Regions from separate parts of the Sus scrofa genome. Here region 1 is linked to region 2. A link is a contact called in public HiChIP or PLAC-seq data. All regions are on one chromosome and are shown on one strand. Each heading gives the region's core, a stretch centred on a gene start, on an enhancer-like site or on the middle of the called end of the contact. The rest is flanking DNA. Distances are from core to core; before and after follow the strand shown.

Evidence for each region. HiChIP or PLAC-seq counts read pairs in DNA pulled down with a chosen protein or histone mark.
Region 1: a contact with region 2 is called in an H3K27ac HiChIP or PLAC-seq map of alveolar macrophages. The contact joins two enhancer-like sites. A contact is called at or near these places in 4 of 47 Hi-C or Micro-C datasets (alveolar macrophages, fetal heart ventricle, fetal skeletal muscle and 1 more) and 2 of 2 datasets of contacts at active chromatin or transcription factors (alveolar macrophages and skeletal muscle).

What each region holds. Positions count from the first base shown.
Region 1 is chr8:20,080,458-20,086,157 of Sscrofa11.1, forward strand. All of the region lies in intron 1 of RBPJ (recombining binding protein suppressor of hairless), which reads left to right. Among named protein-coding and RNA genes, the nearest start is that of CCKAR, 120 kb to the right of the region's middle. Within about 2 kb of position 3,279, at least 2 of the 83 cell types and tissues checked have an H3K27ac peak or open chromatin away from gene starts, as enhancers often do. A contact at or near this core is called in alveolar macrophages, where this site is marked.
Region 2 is chr8:19,771,874-19,777,315 of Sscrofa11.1, forward strand. No RefSeq gene overlaps it. Among named protein-coding and RNA genes, the nearest start is that of SMIM20, 74 kb to the left of the region's middle. Within about 2 kb of position 1,823, at least 4 of the 83 cell types and tissues checked have an H3K27ac peak or open chromatin away from gene starts, as enhancers often do. A contact at or near this core is called in alveolar macrophages, where this site is marked.

The sequences.
Region 1 (5,700 bases), core at 2,029-4,528, 310 kb after region 2:
CCAAAATATCTAGAAGATCAATTTCTCCAGTGAAGAGAATTCTAGAAAATATTTATTTCAAAAAAAGAAAAAGGAAAAAAAGGGTAGAAGAGCAGTGCTTGAAACAAATGAGGCTCCCTTCTGACCAAAACAAACAAAACCCCACAACTGTTTGTGTGGGATTATGGTCAGTATTTTTTAAGTTCTTAGAGTATATATATACTTGGAAATCTCTGAACTATTTATGTATTTAAATCCAATAATATATTCACTGCATTTGTAAGAACAGTGTTTAACATACTTCCTGAGCATAAATTGCTTAGTATTGAAAATATTCAAAAAGTATAGGTTGAATAGGCTGTCAAAATTAACTCTTTTGTTGTTAAATTGTCTCATTCTTCCTAGTAGTTAAGAGAGTTTAAACTTTGACAGTAACATCTGTTCTTTTATTTTGTGGGACAGGATTTTATGCACATTAAAAATAACAGTTTTTGTGAATTGTAGTTATTATCTACAATCACTTTTAGATATAAAAGCATTCCCAGTGAGTTACTTCTGATTCATAACCAGCTCTTAGCAGAGCAGATGTAGACTACCAATGGAATAATTAGCCAAAAATATTAGGGGGTTAGAGAGCCTTTTGTGTAACATTTAACTTTAAATTCTTGGCCAGTTTACATGAATAATTAAAGTTTTGAGGCAGTTAAGGTTTTTTTCTTCTCTTGGGATTTCATGGTTGCCATTGGTAGCTGTAATCACTAGGGAAATAGAAATATTATTTCCATCAAACAGATGGCTTTTCCAGCACTTGTCCCTAACAGTGCTTACTGAGATTCCTGTTTATGCTGGATGATTGCCTAATCACACCAACTTGGTACGCTTGTGAAAGATGACACCTGGTAATAGAATATGATATAGATATTAAAGTGTCTTACTGGACTTGAGAACATCCAAAAGTTGGAAGTATGTGTAATTCCCATGTTCCTGGGGAAAGGTCGTCTGTTCCTTTGAGGAATCATCTAGCTGATGCCTCAGCTATTCTTCCAGGGATGCCTTAACTACCCCTCCCACTTGTGGGCTTTTCCTTAGTTCTGACATGAGTGTTGCTATTTTCATTTCTGATTGGTCAGCCCATCCAGTGCTTTGAGGCACTGGTAGGGTTTTTTGTTGTTGTTATTGTTTGTTTGTTTGTTTGGCTGCACCCATGGCATGCAGAAGTTCCTGGCCCAGGAATAAAACCTGTGCCACAGTTGTAACCACAGCCACAGCAGTGACAATGCCAGATCCTTAACCCACTGAGCCATGAGGAAACTCTGACTGATAGGTCTTTGTTAGTATTAAGGATAGGTTTCTATTACGTACAAGAAATGTTTTTAGGGGATGTAGTGATGCAGTTACTTAAAAAAAATCCCACCTTTTTTCCACATTAATTTTAAGCTTTTGTGGAGATTTTACTTGGTATTAGTAGGATTCTCTTCCCGCCTTTTAATATGTGTTTTCCTACTTCTGTTGGACATTTTAAAACATATGTATTGGGGATCCACGATGAAATTGCAAAAACATGAGTCAGTTATTAAGATCCTCAAAACTTTGCATTTGTAGGCTGCATTGACTCTATACCAAGAAGTGTCTGTATTTTGAAGTCATTTTTTTTTCTTTTTTTTTCTTTTGTCTTTTTAGGGCCACACCCGCAGCATGTGGAGGTTCCCAGGCTCGGGGTCAAATTGGAGCTGTTGCTGCCAGCCTACACCACAGCCACAGCAACACCAGTCTGAGCCATGTCTGTGACCTACACCACAGCCCACAGGACCGCTGGATCCTGAACCCCCTGATCAAGACCAGGGATCGGGAGTTCCCTTAGTGGCACAGTGGTTAACGAATCTGAGTAGGAACCATGAGGTTGCAGGTTCGATCCCTGGCCTTGCTCAGTGGGTTAAGGATCCGGCGTTGCAGTGAGCTGTGGTGTAGGTCGCAGATGCGGCTTGGATCCCGCGTTGCTGTGGCTCTGACGTAGGCCGGCGGCTATAGCTCTGATTAGACCCCTAGCCTGGGAACCTCCATATGCCAAGGGAGCAGCCCTAGAAAGGCAAAAAGACAAAAAAAAAAAAAAAAGACCAGGAATTGAACCTGCAACCTCATGGTTCCTAGTCAGATTCGTTTCCACTGCGCCATGACTGGAACTCCTCTGAAGTAATTTTTAATGAGATTTGAAAGGAAATCTAATAATAACATATGTTAGGACAGGTTACCTTTTGGAAAGATTGGGTGGGCCTTTATTTCTTTAATATAACTAGTTGGGGCAAGTTGTAAGAGTGAAGAAAGAGTCATGGTGGATATATCTCAACTTTGGAGCTATTAAAAATTTATCAAGAGGAAGTTCCCTTGTGGCTAATTGTATTAAAGACTCTAGCCTTGTCACTGCTGTGGTTCTGGTTATTGCTGTGGTGTGGGTTTGATCCCTGGCCGGGAACTTCCAAATGCTGCAGGTGTGGCCAAAAAATTTGTCAAGAAAAAAAAAAAATCTGATGCTTTACACATTTTCTTGTGGGTGGAGGATGGTGGTGCCATTTATTGAGATGAGAAGGCATTGAGATAAATGGTGTTGCAGAGGAGTAGAGCTAGTGTTGCTCTGGAAAGGTTTTGGTTTTGAACATCTTGTGTTGGAGGCCATTTTGTGAGAGTTAGAGGAAGATATCCAGCGGCCAGTTATGTATATGAATTATGTCTGTGGTTTCGGGAACTTAGCAGAGAGGTCAAAGTTTGAAATACATACTCGAAGACTCTTAGATGGTAATTAAAGCCTTGAGAGTGGGCAAAATCTCAGGGAGGGTTGGAGTTAAGCAGAGAGAAACCACTGGTGAGCATCACCATTTAAGGAATGAGTGGAGGTGTAAATATTAGGAAAGGAAAACTAAATATGAAAGAGATGGGACAAATAGCTAGACAGTCTCAGTTTAGAAAAATGAAGAGGGCTCTTCTGGGAGGAGGGAAACTTGTCAGTCGTGTCACATGCTACCAAGAGGGCAAATGGAATAAATACAAATGCCCACCAGATTTAGGGCGTCAGCGACTTTGGCAGGAGCAGTTATAAAGAAGTGTTGTACTTTACTAATACACACATTAAATAGGTACAGAAATTTCAGATGTTAAGAAATTGTGATAAAAAGGAGGTAAACCAAGTTTTAAAGATACTTCTAATAGAATGATAGAATCCCTTTTTATCTTAGTACTTTTCAGTGAGAGCAGTCTATTTAAGTTTACTTCCTTTTTTTAAACTGTGGTATATGTAACATACTTTATTATTTAGAAAGAAAAATCTTGCTTAATACTTTGTGAGAGTCATTCACAGGGCTGGTTCTAAGTTTATTTCTATGCACATCAGGTGATTTTTTTTTCTCTACTACTGCATTTTTGTCCTAATTGTAGCAGTTTTAACACACATTTATTATTTTCTCTGTAGCTTTGGAGTTTACCTCACATCTTTTAAAAACCGAAACCAAACAAAAAACTATTTTCTAGTAAGTCCACATACCAAAGGTTCACAGGGATTGTTTTGTCTAATGCATATAGGAGTTTCTGCCACGATGCCATTTATATACACTAGGCCCTTGGTATCCACAGAGTCTGCATCTGAAGAGTCAGCCAACTGTGGCTTGAAATAGGGGGAAAATCCCAAAAAGTTCTCAAAAGCAAAACTTGAATTTGCCACTTGCTGGCATTATTTTCATAACATTTATGTTGTGTTACTTTATAAGTAATCTAGAGATGGTCTAAAGTATATGGGAGCATGTGCATAGGTTATATGCAAATACACTGTCATTTTAGAAGGGACTTGAGTATCTGTAGATTTTTGGTATCAGAGGGGGTCCGGAACCAGTCACCTGCAAATACTGAGGGATGACCATGTAGCTTGAGAAAACTCAGGTTCGACAAAATTGTGCAGGGAAATAATAAGCCTTATGGGGAACGAAGGGTTGGGGTGGACTAATGAAATTCCGTGAAACTCTGATCTTGGCTGCTAACTGAAAACAATAGCAGTCCTAATAAAAAAGCAAAAGACAAGCATTTGTACTTTGTATTACCATCTTCGGAGTCTTGAACCTTGGGCTTCTAGTTGTAGGTCCTAGAAGGCCATTGCTTCTAAGAGACTATTTTCATTGAAGTTAAAAATCTAATCCAGTATGTGGCCTTTTTCTTATTCCATTGTTTTAATCAGGGGAAATTTTTTTTTCAGCTTCTTCATCAAATTGGTTAACCCAGCCGGAAAGAGTAAAGTAACAATTGGCGATACCACTAAACTAACTACTACTTATAAGAAAGAAAAGTTCTTTTGTAAATTTTCAGGTTTTTTCATTTTTATTTTTCTTTTTTTTTGTCTTTTTAGGACTGTAGCTGCAGCATATGGAGGTTCCCAGGACAGGGGTCTAATCAGAGCTGTAACCGCCAGCCTATGCTACAGCCACAGCAACTCAGGATCTGAGCTGTGTCTGCGAGCTGTGTGGCTCATGGCAACACCCAGATCCTTAATCCACTGAGGGAGGTCAGGGATCGAACCCTTGTCCTCCTGGATGCTAGTCAGGCTTGTTAACTGCTGAGCCACGATGGGAACTCCTCAGGTTTTTTTTTTAAATGTTTATCTGTTACTAAGCATTTATCTTTATTTGTGGAAAAGCTTTTCCCCAGTTGCCTCGAAACCCTAATATGCTAGGAAAAAGTGTCTATGAAGCAACATGATTTCCTTTTTAGACCAGCATCTTTCTCCTATTTCTAGTTGCCAAAGAGGTAATTCACAATGAAGAAACACACATTGTGTCAGAACAGACCTTATACTCATTTGATTTGATTTGTTAAATACATAGAACGAGTGGCAGGTGAGTACAGCTGACCCTTGAACAACTTGGGGGTTAAAGGCACTAGACCCCTGTGCAGTGGAAAATCCCCATATAACTTTATAGTCAGCCCTCTGTACCTACAATTCTGCATCCTTGGATTCACCCAACCATGGATTGCATGGTACAATATAGTACATATTTATTGGGGGAAAAGAAAAAAAAAATGTGTAAGTGGACCTGCACAGTTCAAACCCATGTTGTTCAAGGACCAACTGTAGGAGTGCCCTAGTGTTAAGGATCCAGCTTTGTCACTGCTTGACTCTGGTTATAGCTGTAGCGCAAGTTTGATCCCTTGCCTGGGAACTTCCACATGCCATAGGGCATGGCCAATAAAATAAAATAAAAATAAAGGTATCAGCTGGGAGTTCCCACTGTGGTACAGTGGTTAAGAACCTGACTGAAGCAGCTCAGGTCACTGCAGAGGCACAGGTTTGATCCTGGCCCTGGCACATTGAATTAAAGGATCTGGTGTTGCTGCTGCTTTGGTGTAGGTTGCAGCTTCAGCTCAGATTTAATCCTTGGCCCAGGAACTTATATATACCATAGGTATGGCCATTAAAAAAAAAAAAGTGCAGGGGGGGGGCAAGCATCAACTATATTAATTTTGGAATCAGGAAGACCAGGCTTTGAATTCTGACTCTGCCATGTTAAGTGTCTTTTTCCACAAGTTACTTGACTTCTTTAGGCCTCAATTTCTGTATCTGTGAAATGGAGCTAATTAACACCTGCCTCTAGAATTTGGTAGTAAATACCCAACAGTCTTTTTTCTCCCTGAATTTACAAATAAGAAGTGTTAGCTCTTATTTGCAGTTGTCATTTATAATTCACA
Region 2 (5,442 bases), core at 573-3,072:
TGGACGCACTGAGGTTCAGGTTCTTTGTGTCTCCGTGCAGAAGGAATTCAGCAGGAGACAAAGTTGATAGGCAAGAAATAGATTTATTAAAATAGGACGCTTGTGAGAGATGCAAGAGGGCAGGCATGGAAGCTCTGCCCTGAGGATCCGAGGACCCGGTGGGCTTTATTTTTTTTTTCATCCAAGGGGAGTGGGGGTTGGAAAAGCCCTCCTCTTCCTTTCTGGGAGTAGTAGCTCCTCCTTGGTATCCGGTATTCAAATCAGCAGAAAGATGGTCCTTGAACTTCTGCCCTGGGTCTGAACCTGAACGCAGACCTCATCCCATCCCCCACCCAATGACCTGAGGCGATTCTCGTGCCTCCACTAGTCAAGCAAGCCTGCCTTATGCTGATGGCTTTTTTGAGCAATTTATTAACTTCCAATGATCTCCCAACGTCCCCTAGATTTCCTCTCTGTCTATGATCCTCTACTGGGACTTCTACAAGCACCTGTGCCTACACCATCCCTGCTATTGGCTCATGGCTGTTGCCTCAAAAAGAGGCTCGGCATTGATCCAATGAGACTTAATCCTTGGAGTCTTCTGGAGCTAGAAACTCCCTTTCCTCTGGAATTGACAAAGAATAGCAGCAATGAGAAGAACTGCTATTGAAAGTCTGCTATGTGCTCGCCAGTGTTCTAGGTACTTTACATGTATGAACTAATGTGTTAATTATCTAATATTAGATGGGAACCCTGAGCAGAGAGGTTAAGAAACCTGGGGAGGACCTTGAGCTGCTGGAGGCCCCTAGATAAAGAGGATGTGCCCGATATAAAGTCAACACTGAAGCCGAGGAAGTAAGCTACGTGGAGCCCAGGTCCTGCTGACATCACAGGAGTCCCTGGGGTCAGGTTTACCTTGGACTTTACTCTTTCTGGATCCAGTACTTTTTCTTTACAAATCACTTTCAGTGAGGTCTCAGCATTTTGCAGCTCAGAAACCTGACCCGTAAAATGATGGAGGACATCGAATGTCAGGGGCCAGGTAAGGGAGGAAATGAAGGAAAACCAATATAAATTGTCTGTCCTAAAGTAGGCATTGACCCGGAAGCTTTACATACGTTATCTCATTTAATCATTACGAGAATCTCTCAGATAAATAGCATTCCCTCATCTTATAAATTAGGACAATGAGGTTATGTAGCGTTGAGTCCATTGGTTCATTAAACCAGTATTTCATTCAGGGCCAGGTCCTGCGAATTCAAAGATAACAGCAATAATCATAACAAAGACTCTTATTCATTGAGTTCTCACCTGAAGCAATTGACAGGCATTGTCTCTTTTAATCCACTGAACAGGTTTGTCAAGTTTTATCACCACCCCCATTTTATAGATGTGGAAATCAAGGCACAGAGAAGTCAAGGCCTGTGCTCAAGGGCATGGGGCTGAGAGATGGAGATTGGGTGGCTTCAGGAGCCAGGACACTAGCACGACACCACACTGCCAACCCTCCCTGCAAGAAGTTCAAGGTAACTTGCCCGTGGGTCCCAAAACTGGAGGCAGTCCCCCCTGGTCTGCCTGCCCTAAAGCTCAAGGTCTTTCCTTGGCATCGTAGGGCCATTGCACATTAGAGTGACGTTGGAGTTGGGCTTTGCAGGAAATCAGGAGCCATGGAATGATTGGGGGCGGGCGGTTGATGTTCTCATCAAAATCATTCCATCTTCCAAAGAAGGGATGGGTCCTTCAATGAATCGACACTGACTTCAAGGCAAACACATATCCCTGTATACACCCCGGGGGCCACACCTTCATGTGGTTTACACTTGTGCCATGACTCACAGAAGTGGGTTTCATTTCTGTTTTTAGGAAGAGAACTTCCTGTTTGTCCCAGCCCTGAACGCCTTGCAGCAGGACACACGGCCGGTCAGCCTACAGGACTCAGCTTTTGCCTGTCTTTTCTGTCAAGCTGCCGACAGCCTTTCCCCACTTCCTCTAGTAGCAGTTCTCCTCTTTCCTTTGGCAACTGACCCTCCTCCAACCCACATGGGTCTCCTGGGGCTACGGATCCTGTGATCAGAAAGTAACTTACCAGAATGTAGCTACCCAGGGCTGTAGTGATGGGTTCATGGAGCAGGAAGGCCATCCTGGAAAGACCAATCAGACTCCTGGGATTTTAGTCTGGCTTTGGGAAAAAGGAGCTTACTTTTTTTTTTTTTTTTTTTTTTTTTTTTTTATCAATAGGAGCGCCTGTGGCATATGAAGCTTCCCAGGCTAGGGATTGAATTAGAGCTGCAGCTGCCAGCTGACACCACAGCTACAGCAATGCTGGATCCTTAACCCACTGAGCTAGGCCAAGGATTGAACCCCTATCCTCACAGATGCTAGTTTGTTCATAATTCACTGAGCCGCACGGGAACTCCCAGGAGCTTACTTTTTACTGAGAATGGATGATATAAACCCGAACCTGTCTGTGATCTTACTCACCTTCTCCCCACGACACCCCCCTGAGCCACGTGAAGGAAGCTCATCTTCTGCAATAGGTATGAGCCCTGTGTCCCAAGAAAAGCAGAGCTGAGAAGTGGATACAGAGAGAGAAGAGAGGGAACATTACTGCACCTCTGCCTCTAATCATACCAGAAATCCACTCCATTCTGGGGGCTCTGTGGTTGTGGAATCCATAAATATTCCTTCTGCTGAAATTGGCTTGACTGGAGTTTCTTTTATTTGCAATCAAAGAGCTCTGGCTGAGCTTGGCTTCATTAACCAGAGACTTCCTTAGTCTCAGCTTGTTCTTCTGGCTTTTCTTACCTTCAGCTTTTACAAACAGCAATAAGTCAGAATGAGTGTGAAGATCTAATGGCAAGGAGACTGGCTGCAGAATTATTTATCACAGTAAATCTTGGGAGAAAATTTTGATGGCCCATTACAAGGGATTGCTCACCTATACAGCCAGCCGGGCTCCTAGGTCTGATGAGTTTGTGGGGGGAAAGTGACATCCAATGATTTTAAGGCCCTGAATATGATACCCACACAGTGGTTCAGCTCCACTTAGACTTCCCTGCGATTATGTCACAGGGTTGCACAGGTGCTGGTTCAAGCACAGGCTCCCTGGTGATTTGGGGCTCTGGTTTCCTCCTTGAGGCATCTCAGTGCTGGCTGGGGCTCTCTGGGCAAACCCTGCTCCTCTCTGTGAAGCTGTCCTTTGGGGCGGCCTCCCCAAGCCCCGGGCATCAGAGCTGGGCTCGGTCTGTGTGGGTGGGAGAGGCACGTAAGGGAATCGCCCTGCAGGGGACTGTGGTTTTCACGTTTCTTCTTTCTCTGTTCAGCAGGCTTCCTCATTTCCATTTCTCTCCAGGGGATGCCATGACCCGGGCCCAGCCAGTCAGAGCTCCCTCTTCCCCTGACAACAGTGAGTAGCGAAGAAGTGACATGGGTCCCAAGGAGGATGAATCCGGACCCTTGGGACTGACCCCTGTGGCCAGGGCAGAAAGCTATTCTTTCTCTCTCCTCCCCTCCTCCCTCTCACCTACTATATTGTCAGTTTATTATGAAGGTTATAACTGGGGAAGAGTCAGAAGGAAGAGATGCTTAGGGCAAGGCATCTTAGGGTGGGGAGAGGGTGCTTGGCCTCTTCCAGAGCCTGACTGTCCCCCGATCTCCACGTGCTCACCAACTTGGAAGTACCACCTTCTCTTTTTTTCATCGTGGTTTCTAAGCTGGAGCTCATGGGGCTACACCTGTAATAAAAAAGACCCAGGTGCTGTTGGGTGGCCTGTGTGTTACCATGTAGATGAGGCCCAGAAGCTGGACTCAGGATGGAGCCGAAGTGCAGAGAGGAGCAGAGAGAAGAGATGGTCTTGGCCGCTTTCCATCTGGATGGTGGTCCTAGGTCTGTCCTGAGGTTGTGCTGTACACCCGACCTTGGGCTTCAGAGGACACCCAGGATTTACCCAGCCACTCTCAATTTTTGCAGAAGCTCACTTTAATTGATTGGCGACCCAAAGCCTCCTCCTACACACCCTGCTTTCCTTTCTTCTTCAGATACAAAACTCCCCCCTTCTCCCTGAGTTGCATAAAAACAGCTGCCCTAAACAAACGAATAGATGCAAACGCACCTGGGACACCAGCCCCAAGCCTGGCATCACACTGGCCAAGTGAGATCCCTTGAAACACAACCTGGAACCCCAAATCCTGCCTACGTTAAGTCTAAATATAGCAAAAGTCACTAACGATAACTTGCTTAAGATTGTCTGATATGATGTGGAATCTACAATATGGCAGAAACGAACCTATCTACAGAACAAACAGACCCACAGACGTGGAGAACAGACGTACGGCTGCCAAGGGGGAGGGGGCAGTGAGCGGGATGGACTGGGAGTCCGGGCTTAGTAGATGCAAACCATTACATTTGGACTGGACAAGAAGGAGGCCCTACTGTACAGCACAGGGAACTCTATCCAGTCTCTTGGGCTAGACCATGATGGAAAATAATATATATACATGTTCTTTTTCTATATATACATAATATATGTAGATATATGTAAATATGTATATATGTGTGTGTGTGTGTTCGTGTGACTGAATCACTTTGCTGTACAGCAGAAAGTGACAGGGAGGAATGGCGAATTATTGCTTAATGGGTAAAGCTTCTGTCTGGGGTGGTGAAAACGTCTGGAAATAGGTAATGGTGATGATTGCCCATCATTGTCAGTGTACTTAATGCTATTGAATCACACAATTAAAATAAGCTGTTAAAATGGGTGAAAGAATCTGCAACAGCAAATATATATGTGTGTGTGTGTGTATATAAATGAATCACTTTGCTGTACCTCCGAAACTAATACCATATCGTAAATCAGTTATACTTCAGTTGTAAAGAAGTGATTAAAATGGTAAACAAAGACAAAAACAAACAAAACCCTATCCCATCCTTTGTCACAACCCTGGCCAACAGTGATTGTGTGTTTGCTCAGCATACAGCTCACCACGTGCCCTGTCTCATTTAATCCTCACAATAATCCCACGAGGCAGATCCTCTTCCTCTCCTTACTTTACGGAATGAGGCTTGTTACCTAGCGGGTGGCAGAGCTCCGATTCAAACCCAGTAGGTTACGCTCTTAATCCCCAGTCTATACCACCTCCCAACCACATGCCCGACTCCCCTATCTTTATTCTAGGGTTGCATACGTTGAAATCCCTCTGATGAAACAAAACAAAAACATCCCATGAGTCCTTTCCTCTCTTTCCCAGGAAAATGCCTTTGAAAAATTTGCCTACTCTTGGCGTCTCCAGTTCTTATCCTTCCTCAACCCACGAGCGGCAGCCTCTACCCAAATGAGGAAACAGTGTCGCCCGAGGTCACCAGTGATGTCCATGTTACAAAAGCCAGTGGACGTGGCCTTTCATCTATGTATTTATTATAATATAGTAGCAATTGTTCATTGTTAAAAAAAATACTGGAAAAGC